2 separate regions of the Macaca mulatta genome follow, and region 2 is linked to region 1. The links are chromatin contacts, called in public Hi-C maps. All regions are on one chromosome and are shown on one strand. Each heading gives the region's core, a stretch centred on a gene start, on an enhancer-like site or on the middle of the called end of the contact. The rest is flanking DNA. Distances are from core to core; before and after follow the strand shown.

Evidence for each region. Hi-C and Micro-C count contacts between places; a contact is called where the count stands out from the background.
Region 2: a contact with region 1 is called in a Hi-C map of cortical neurons, with 3 times the contacts expected there. The contact joins the promoter of TUT1 here to the promoter of BSCL2 in region 1. A contact is called at or near these places in 5 of 14 Hi-C or Micro-C datasets (CD4 T cells, cortical neurons, fetal cortex germinal zone and 2 more).

Annotation. Positions count from the first base shown.
Region 1 is chr14:11,348,442-11,353,807 of T2T-MMU8v2.0, forward strand. It overlaps BSCL2 (BSCL2 lipid droplet biogenesis associated, seipin), which reads left to right and starts at 3,209. Exons shown (of 12, transcript NM_001260552.2): 1 at 3,209-3,582. All of the region lies in intron 1 of TAF6L (TATA-box binding protein associated factor 6 like), which reads right to left. GNG3 (G protein subunit gamma 3) reads right to left here and starts at 5,084. Exons shown (of 3, transcript NM_001267786.1): 1 at 4,806-5,084; 2 at 4,326-4,425; 3 at 3,314-4,045. The coding sequence starts at 4,424. The coding sequence ends at 3,917.
Region 2 is chr14:11,473,369-11,478,734 of T2T-MMU8v2.0, forward strand. TUT1 (terminal uridylyl transferase 1, U6 snRNA-specific) reads left to right here and starts at 2,749. Exons shown (of 9, transcript XM_077962486.1): 1 at 2,749-2,918. The coding sequence starts at 2,837. It overlaps MTA2 (metastasis associated 1 family member 2), which reads left to right. Exons shown (of 18, transcript NM_001266061.1): 17 at 1-89; 18 at 314-1,122. The coding sequence ends at 479.

The DNA.
Region 1 (5,366 bases), core at 1,959-4,458:
GTTTTACCATTTAAAAAAAAATGTAACTGTGTCATTGTTTACATCTGTAACTTTTTCCTCCCCTGTTCTCATTACACCATTCTGGCGAAAATGTAGGCAAAGTAGCTTCCAGTTTTAGAATAAATAACCATTTGGATTGAATTCACCCTATCTCCTGTGGCTGCACTGACTGGGGCGGAGGGTGTCATTGGGTTATTTATTCATGTTTTAATGCCTCTTTCTCAGGTTGCATGGGCTCCAACCAAGGAGGACTCTCTTGCATGGTGGCTGCCGTTCCCTCCCTATTCTACCATGCCTTCACTTGGGAGCCAGCCATGCAGTCAGTTGACATGGGTGGGTAGTTATTAGTCTTATTTAGTACTTGCTTAGGCCAAGAGTTGAGCCATTGAAGTATAAGAAAATAAATTATAACTCATGACCTTTGTATTTGGTCTATGCAAAAACCAGTTGGATGCTTGAAGTTAAAATGTAAAGTTCCGTTGTGGAGCCAAATAAGTATATGAATGAATAATTACTGCTAGGGGGAAAGCCCACTCATCCAACAGAAGTTTGATGGGGGTTATTTTCCAGTGAATTTGGAGAATGAGACAATAAGTTAAATTTACAACAGCATCATTGCTTTTTTTTTTTTTTTTTTTTTTTTTTTTTTTTTTTTGAGACGGATCCTCGCTCCGTTACCTAGGCTGGAGTGCAGTGGCATGCGCTCTGTTCACTGCAACCTCAGCCTCCTGGGTTCAAGCGATTTTTCTGCTTCAGCCTCCCAAGTAGCTAGGACTACACATGTGTGCCACCAGGCCCAGCTAATTTTTTTTTTTCTAGTAAAGACAGGGTTTTACCATATTGGCCAGGCTGGTCTTGAACTCCTGACCTCGTGATCTGCCCGCCTTGGTCTCCCAAAGTGCTGGGATTACAGGTGTGAGCCACCGCTCCCAGCCACCATTTATTAGCACTGAACTGATCCTAACAGCGGTTTCTAATAAATGGTCAGGGTCTTAAAGCTCAGATACCACAACTCATGACACCCAGTGTTCTGAAGGGGTAGTAGTATTGATATAGATAATGCTCTAAGTCCCACCTTCTATGTGACACAGATTCAGATACCTGGGTTTACGGCTTTGTACCCTTTAGGCCACCCTTGATTTTGGTAGCCATCTATTCTTTAGGACATTTAAAGTTGCTGTTAGAGCTAATTAATCATTTTTTTAAGTGGTTAATCATAGCTCATACCTGGTCTCTAGTAACTTCTTAAACCCCTTTTTCCCAACTAGTGCTGCAGCCTTGCAGTTATAATCTGATGGGTAGGAACATAGAGTGTGCAGAAAAACTGAAGAGAGGCGCTTTGTTTTTTCGTTGTTGGTTTTTTTTTTTTTTTTTGAGATGGAGTTTCGCTCTTGTTGCCCAGGCTGGAGTGCAGTGGCGCGATCTCGGCTCACCGCATCCTCTGCCTCCCTGGTTCAAGTGATTCCCTACCTCGGCCTCCCAAATAGCTGGGATTACAGGTACCCGCCACCACACTGGCTAATTTTTGTATTTTTAGTAGAGACGGTTTCCACCATGTTGGCCAGGCTGGTCTGGAACTCCTGACCTCAGATGATCTGCCCGCCTCGGCATCCCAAAGTGCTGGGATTACAGGTGTGAGCCACCACACCTGGCCCAACAGCAGCTTTTTTAAAAATCAAGGTTACATTTATTAAACACTCCAATTTTTTTTTTTTTTTTAAAATCATGTCTGAGCTGTTGTGGAAAATTAGACTTACTCCCCTGGAATTTGCCCAACACCGTGATACAGTAGGGACGAGGAAGCAAGGTGCTTGGTCCCTGCCATTGCCGCATTTGTCATTTAAGCATGTACAGTACAATCCATTCATTGGGTATTTGGGTGCCTGATATGTGCCATTGTCAGGATACAGGGATTAAAACGGATCTGATTGATCCTTCCTGGAATTTTCACGGTGCCAAGAAGGAACTGAGGCTCCTCCTCAACAGAATGGGGGTAGGATCCCACTCCAGGAGGGCAAACTTTTCTGTTTGTTCATCTCTAGGATGAGGGAATTAATTAGAAGCTCTCCAGGACTTAGAGCTCAGAAGTTGCCATCAACAGTAAAAAGCTGCTTGGGAGTCCCTGGAATTCATGAAAATATCCTTAGGAGGAGGCTAAGTTCAGTTGCTGGTGATAACACCCTTTCTTCCTTTGGTTTCCTCTCTCCACTTTGCTGTCTTCTGTGCAAAGGTACCTGGAAGCTGGAGGTAATCAGCTGTCCCTACTATTTCAAAGCAGCCTCCCTTCCCAAAGTATATCCAGGCACAAAACAGCTAGCCCAGACTTTTCCTCAGAAGGATGCGTCCCTGAGTTTAGGGGACCTTGACTCTACGAGGAGCACACATACTGGGATTGTTACGTTCTTTGCTTTGGCCCTGGTCCCATCTCGGCTCTGTGCACCCTTGGAAGGAAAAGAGTCTAGGAGGCATTCTGGTGTTCGTCAACCTCCGCCATGTTTGAGTCCTGGAGATGACCATGACATGTTAAGCCTTAAGTTTGGTCCTTGCCCAAACAGCATGCTGGACTCCCGCAAGGCACATTAGGCGTGGGGCCACAGCTTTCTGGCTGATGTGGCTGAGTCGGCCTAAGGGGAAAATGAAAGTAAAAACAAGCCCCAGTTCTACTAGGAAACCCAAACTGAGCAATTTCAGGCTTATCCAGCTCCTGGGAAGACCAGGAAGCGACTGAGGAGCGGTGCACCGAGACGGACATCGCTGGGGGTTAACCCCCCGCCGCTAATATTTCCGCTCCAAAGCTTGGCAAGATGTAGAAACCTAGATTCCCTTGCAAGATCCACGCGACCAGCGTCGGCCACACTGTGCTTCCTGGGGTCCCCTTGTTTAGTGCTTCTTCGTTATGGCCGCCCGTGTGCCTTCGGCTTAATGGGGAGGACATCGAAATTCCGATTTCAGGGTCGCAGGGCGCGGGCCCCGACTTGGAGAAGGAAGGGGCAGCCATTTTGAGACCAGAAGAGGGTGGAAGGGACCATATTGAGAACGCCTGTTCCCTGGGGGCCGCCATTTTAAGAGACGCCCTGTACGGTAAACTCCTTGACGTGGGGGCCGCCATCTTGGTACGGCCATCTTGGAATGGGAGCGGCTGTGGGCGCAGCCATCTTAGATATAAAACCGGCTCCAGTCGGGGTAACTGAAGCCAAGCTCCGCCCCTCCCCCTCTAAGAGTTCCTCTGCTGTGCGACTGCACTCCCGCACCCTCCCCTAAATCCACCCTCTTCGGCCTGTTTACCTTTTAACTTGGCTTCGTTGCACGTTTGTGTGTGTGTGTGTTTGTTCTCCGCAGCCTCTTGAGCGTCTGTTGTACTTAATTCTTCCACTGTGGACGCTCTCTCGCGCCCGCCATCCCCCGACCCGGCTTTTCTCAGATCCTTGACAATGTCTAGCCTGTTTTGATTGGCTCTATTCCCTGGGTATGGCAGATCTATTGCTTGATGATCCTCTCCCCCCAAGAATTCTAACACAGGAGCTGTCCTGAGGCTCTGGATGACTTTATTCTTCAAATGGCTTTACTCTCCAGTAGCTCCAGGTGAGACTGAGAGCTAGAACCTGGCCCATCCCTCTCTCCATTGTCTGAGCGGGTCATCAAAGGAAGTGGGCAGGACGCTGGCAGTCTGACGGGGCCCTGCTGTGGGTGGAGCAAAGGGTGCCTCATATCTCTGGGGTGCTTGGGGTCGGCCACAAAGGTGGAAGGAAATGGGGCCGACAGATGAGGGTGGGCCTTGTGCTTCAAATAACCTCACATGGTCAGGCAAGGGTTAGGGATGGGATGCAGGGAGCCTCAGGGGCTCACGACAATTACCGACCTAAGGAAGGGCGCAGGAGAGGGAAAAGGGAGGAGTTGTGAGAAGGGACAGGGTTGCTCAGAGGAGAGCACAGAAGAACTTCTTCTCCCGGAAGGGGTTCTCCGAAGTGGGCACAGGGGTGATGAGGGGATCCTCACAGGCGTGGGCATCACAGTAAGTCATCAGGTCTGCGGCTGCCTTGGACACCTGGGACAGCCAGGAGGGGTACTGTTAGCCAGGACCTCTAAAGGGTACTGCAGCCTCCCTCCCCAAATGGGTTCTCTTTTGCCATCTCCAGGGCTCCTTATGACTGTCTTATTCCTCATCCCCCACAGAGACCTGGGGACAGCTCTCTGCAGGGCCCCAGACTCCTCCCCTGACCTCAGGGAGTGCAGGAAAGAACGCATCTCTTATCCTGAGCTTTGGGAACCTGCAGCACAGCACGGCCTGGCCAACTAATGGGAGAGCCAGCCAGGGTCCCACCTACCTTTATCCGGCACAAGCTGGCTTCAATCTTAAGCTGTTCCACCATCTTGCGTGCTTGCCCAATACTCATAGTGCTGTTCACCGGGGTCTCACCTTTCATCCTGGAAAAAAAGAGGGACCTCTCAGGGAACCGTCTCAGCTGGAGGCCCTCCTCCATGCTCACTCCACACCAACCTTTACAAGGCTGTGGTCATACCCCAATATTTTGTTTCCCTCCTATCCTCCTCCTCCTCCAGTGGACTGTCTCATCCCTGTATTCCTCATGGAAAAAATAGGGTGGGATGAGGTGCTCCCCAAACTCCCTCATGGCCTGGGCCACAGATCGTTAAACCTTACACAAATGATGTAAGACTTTTCAGCCCTTCAAACCATGTGTGTTCCCAGCTCTGAAGACCTCAACCAACCCTGATGAGGAGGGTACATCACCTCTATCTGCTCCAGTGAGCCCCAGCAGGAGAAAAACAGGCTGTTACCTACTCACCTAAAGCCACAAGCAGCAGTAGCAGACCTGGGTGTAGGGTCAGTGGAGGGTACCAAAACCTTCTGCCTGAGATGGGTGCCCCACCCTGCAGGGAGTTGCAGCTGAAAGTATCTGATGCAGAAGCAGTGACTATAGGCAAGGAGGCCACTGAGGAGGGTCAGGCCAGAGGTCCGTCCAGGACTGGTCTCAGTTTCTGCAGCTGAAGCACTGCCTGGATGGCTGGTACCTGAAGGATGAAGGATGCTAGAAGGAGCTGCTCAGATCCTGGAACATACCAACTGCCTGGCCAGTGGGGGAGCCTAGCTGCCTGCATCCCCTGCGCACACCCCCACTGTCGCTGGTTCACTGCCTGCCCCTCCCCCATTGCAGGCATCCTGAGTCTGGGCTAGAGCCCTCCCCAACAGAGCTGAGGCCAAGGCCGACTCCCCCTCTCAAATGGGGTGGTCTGGGCCTATGACAGCCCCTGCAGTGGAGTCTGTACTGGCTGCGGGGGACCCTGCTCATTTGAAAATCTGACATCAGCTGGGCAGTCGCCCCCCTCCTTCCTTCCTCCCTCTACCC
Region 2 (5,366 bases), core at 1,499-3,998, 120 kb after region 1:
TCAAGCTCACAGCCAGCCGCCAAGCGTCAGAAACTAAACCCTGCTGATGCCCCCAATCCTGTGGTGTTTGTGGCCACAAAGGATACCAGGTAGGGAGTCTACCATGGGAGGGGCTGAGAGGGACAGTCCAGGCTGTGAGTGTGGGGAGTAGGAGTTTCAGAGCAAGAGCTCTAGGAAGGTTGTGGATGCAGGGTGGGGATGCCAGAAAAGAATGGGCCAGAAGGCAGAATTGCAGTGTGGAATGTGGGGCTTCACCTGGAGGGCTTAGTGTTCTCTAAGCCTTTTCTGTTTCTCACTTGCTCTTTCTGGCCAGGGCCCTGCGGAAGGCTCTGACCCATCTGGAAATGCGGCGAGCTGCTCGCCGACCCAACTTGCCCCTGAAGGTGAAGCCAACGCTGATGGCAGTGCGGCCCCCTGTCCCTCTACCTGCACCCTCACATCCTGCCAGCACTAATGAGCCTATTGTCCTGGAGGATTGAGCACCTGTGGGGGAGGGAGGTGGGCTGAGAGGTAGAGGGTGGATGCCCAGGGCACCCAAACCTCCCTTCCCTTTCGTGTCAAAGGGAGTGAGGAGTAAGGAAGAGAGCAAGTGAGTGTGCGTCCCTGGAGGGGTTGGGCGCCCTCTGGTGTTACAACCTCGAGACTTGTCTCATGCCTCCATGCTTGCTGATGGAGGACAGACTGCAGGAACTTGGCCCATGTGGGAACCTAGCCTGTTTTGGGGGGTAGGACCCACAGATGTCTTGGACAGTTTTGGGGGGAGGGTTTTTTAATTTTTTAAAAATTTTGCCTCCCTTTGTGAAAGGGGATGGGGAGGGGAAGAGTAAACAGATAACAGGTGGTGGTACCTGGTTGGGGGAGGGGGGCGTGCACTGCCATGTCTTTTTTTTTTTTTTCCTAATTGGGGGTTTCTCTTTCTGTCCGGTGTCCGGACTATCCTAATTGGAGTTTGAGGCCCCTAAGCTGGCATCAACCCCAGGCCATGCTCGCTCTTTCCTTCCCTCCCCTCCCCCTCCGCCTTTTGTACGCCAGTTCTCAGAAATAAAGATCTTTTGTCCGTTTTTTTAACCTCGGATTCTGTAATTGGTTCTTATAGTAACAAATAAAAAGCTGTTTTCTTCAGCTTCTCCTGGCTCAGCTGTTCTTTGCCATGGGTGTGTGTTGTGTGTGTGTTGGGGGTGTCTTTGACAGGGAAAATAAAGGACAAAGGACAACAAAGGAGGTACAGATGGTTCTTGCCTTGGGAACAGCTTTATGAGATATGCAGCCTGGACCGAGGCGGCTTGCTCCAGCTAGCCTTCTTGTGGGATCCAAACTGCTCCCCAGCTCCCAGTGGTGATGGAGCCCAAGCACCATCTTGGCCCAGATTCCTTCACAGGAGTTGAGATGAGCTTTCTGGATGACTGGTGGCCTCCATAGGAAAGGAGAATGGGGGTGTTTCTTCCTCTGTTTCCCACCTCTTACTCCCCTCTCCCTTTCACTTAAGGAATTCTGGAAGTTGCTGGCAGCCAGGGTAACATGTATACCACCTTGGTGGTGGTGATGGGGTTATAGGAGGATCTCCTCACCTAGCTGTGTGGTGTATTTGGCAGATGAGAATTCTACCATTGAACCACTCGAGCACCTCTGGGTGTATGTGTACAGCCTGCTGCTTCAGGATCCTCAAGGCCAGTCTCAGCAACTGCCTTGATACCCTGATCCACTGTAGCACCGTTTCCTGCCTGAAAGGTTTGGGACACTGAGATTAGATGCCTGAGCAGGGCCCATTAGAAGGAACACCTTAGGAGAGACAACAAGAAGTTCAGCCTACTATATGCTCCTTGGGCACTTCCTTTAGAGATGGGGAACAGCCTCGGCAGTTGTGACTCGCTCAAGGTCAAAGACCATGGTGTCTGCCTTCGGTCCACTGCTCTTTGCGCCATTCAAAGCTGTGGGCTGAGCCCATCTGAAAGTCCTCTCCACCTCCTTATGATCCCTGTCCCTAGGGCATCCCCAGCTCCTCTAGTCCCTCCCTGTACTGAGCCTACACCTCGGCGGTGTTGGGAGGAACTGACAATTATACCAGATGGGCTTTGACAGCATTCGCCCCCTCCAGTGTCTTCACTCAGTTACCGGTACTCGGTTTTGTCTTGTCGCACTGCTCTGGGGTACGCCAGTGGCTCTGGCTCCTCGGGAGTACACCACGCAGCCCACTACTGCGGAAGGAATGGGCCTGGCTCCAGGGACCTTGTGGAGTCCGGAAGGTGCCCGGTGGTGGCAGAGCTCCCCAACCAGGGCTAGAAGCAGTCGCAGAACACCCGTTTTGCGAGAGGACAGGGGGTGGAGGGAGGGAGTAACAGCCCTGAAAAGGTTGGAAGTCCAGGAACAGCCCTGGGCTCCGTGGGGCAAAGGATTGGAAGCCGCCGATCCTCTGCCTTTATTCGTCGGGTAAATAAGGGTCGAGGGTACAGACACAAGGGTATCTACTGCGGGGTGAAGGAGCTGCAGCTAGACGCTACCCGGCGCCGGCCTTTGTGGCTGCTGTCATAAATATTCACGACGCTTTGGGCCAATCAACGCCTGAACAGCTTAAAGCACACCAATCGGCTTGCCGCATGCAGATAAGCATCGTAACGCGCGGCTTTTCCTAAAACGGGCGGGGACTCGACAGCGGCTAGGAACGGAACCCGGAGTCGAAGGAGCTTGGTTTCCGGAGGAGTGTGTCCGCTCAATTGGACGACTTATGTCACTTCCTATCGGACCGGCGGAAGTAGCTTCCGAGCGCGTTGAGCTTCAGAGAAGTGGGTTCCGGTCGTGGCAGAGGTGCTTGTGTTTTTGTCGGTACAGGAGAGTCGCTATGGCGGCGGTGGATTCGGATGTCGAATCGCTGCCACGTGGGGGTTTCCGCTGCTGCCTCTGCCACGTTACTACAGCCAACCGTAAGCGGTGGCTAGTGAGGGACCCGGGTGGTTGCGGGCTTTCGTCTTTTGATCCTGGCGAAAGTTAGGGTTATAGGTAATCGTTCCTGTCAGGTCGGTTGGTAGGGTCTCTCACCTGCGTTTTTACTCCGCAAGTCCGAGGGGATTTGGAGAGTCGGGAAAGTCCCACCACATTACACTCCTTCTCAGTATACGAAATCTCCACAACGCGTTTCATTGTTTTATTCCTTCTTTAACCATCATCTATTGGACATATGCTCTGTGCCTGGTATTCTGCTGATCTTTAGGGTGGGGGAAGGGGGTTCAGAGATGAAGGAGCTCACCGTTTAGAGATGGAGAAAGTTTCAATGCTTTATAGATATGTTTGGAGAACTGTGGGACCACAGAGAATCAATAACTAAATCAGAGAAGCCCTACAGAGGACCTACTCAAAGGCGGGGACGGATGAAATAGATGGCATGAATGACTAGACCATAAGATACCAGTGAGGAAGGGACAGAAGATGGGTTTGGAAAAATGGACAAGGTTCTTGTATGACAGAGAAGGGGTTCACTGTAACTTCAAATTCCACTTTTTTTTTTTTTTTGAGACAAGGTCTCGCTCTGTCACCCAGGCTGCGGTGCAGTGGTGTGATCTCGGCTCACTGCAGCCTCAACCTCAGCTGCAGAGTGATACCCCCAGCTAGTCTCCCAAGTAGTTGGGTCTACAAGCGTGTACCACCATACTTGGCTAATTTTTTTTTTTTTTTTGAGACGGAGTCTCGCTCTGTCGCCCAGGCTGGGAGTGCAGTGGCGCCATCTCGGTTCACTGCAAGCTCCACCTCCCAGGTTCACGCCATTCTCCTGCCTCAGCCTCCCGAGTAGCTGGGACTACAGGTGCCCACCACCATGCCCGGCTATTTTTTTTATTTTTAGTAGAGACGGGGTTTCACCGTGTTAGCCAGGATGGTCTTGGTCTCCTGATCCCGTGATCCGCCCACCTCCGCCTCTCAACGTGTTGGGATTATAGGCGTGAGCCACCACGCCCGGCCTTGTCTAATTTTTTAATTTTTTGTAGAGATGGGGTTTCACCGTGTTGCCTAGGCTGGTCTCCAACTCCTGGCCTCAAGCGATCTTCCCATCTTGGCCTCCCAAAGTGCTGGGATTACAGGTGTGAGCCAATGTGCCCGGCCCTACTTTTGAAGTCTGGAATCACAATCTTCCCTAAACAGGGTCTACTTCCATTCTTCCTTTTCTCTGTGAATGGCACTATCACTGTTCATCCAGTAAGCCAAGCCAGAAACGTAGGAGTCTTCCTTGGCCCCACATTTACTTTAGTGACATCAAGCAGCTAACTCATAATAAAATAATAGCAATGGCTAGTTTTTCTTTTTTTTTTTTTTTTTTTTTTTTTGAGACGGAGTCTCGCTCTGTCGCCCCGGCTGGAGTGCAGTGGCCGGATCTCAGCTCACTGCAAGCTCCGCCTCCGGGGTTTACGCCATTCTCCTGCCTCAGCCTCCCAAGTAACTGGGATTACAGGCGCCCGCCATCTCGCCCGGCTATTTTTTTGTATTTTTTAGTAGAGACGGGGTTTCACCGTGTTCGCCAGGATGGTCTCGATCTCCTGACCTCGTGATCCACCCGTCTCGGCCTCCCAAAGTGCTGGGATTACAGGCTTGAGCCACCGCGCCCGGCATGCAATGGCTAGTTTTTCAACATTTACCATGTACCAGACTCTCTGCCAAGTGATACATGTGAATAATACCTGTGTGTGAGGTGCTAGATACTGTTATTTCCATTTTATATCTGAGGAAGTTGAAGCATAGTGAGGTTTCATGACTTGACCAAGGTCTCACACAGCTTGACAGAGCTGGGATTTGAACTTGGGCAATGTGATTTCAGATCCTGCCCTTGACATCACTGTATCATACCATGTCCAGAGATGATCCACGAAGTATTCTAGGATCTGAATTTTTTTAGTTCTTCTGTAGATGACCTGGATAAGTTACCTGTTAATTTCTTTCCAGCTCTACCTAGCACAAATAGGTGGTTTAAGAAGGACTTTACTATCACACAGTTCTTTAAGTAAAAATAAACGAAATACTTATAGTGTAGCCAGTTCTCCTGGGAACCTGTCTCTACTAAAAATACAAAAATTAGCTAGGCGTGGTGACACACACCTGTAGTCCCAGCTACTCAGGAGGCTGAGGCAGGAGAATTTGTAGAACCTGGGCGGCAGAAATTGCAGTGAGTGGAGACTGTGCCACTGAACTCCAGCGGGGGTGACAGTGAGACTTTTAAAAAAAATTTTTTAAAAAAGAATGTACTATTTAGACAAATGTATAAGAGAGGAAGGTGAAAGGAGCCAAGACTTTGTTTAGTCAAAGGTCACAGTTTCTGTGGCTTGGAAGGATCAGTAAGATTTAGGTATGCAGAGAGCAAAGGCAGACACGCTGAAGAGTGCTTTGGA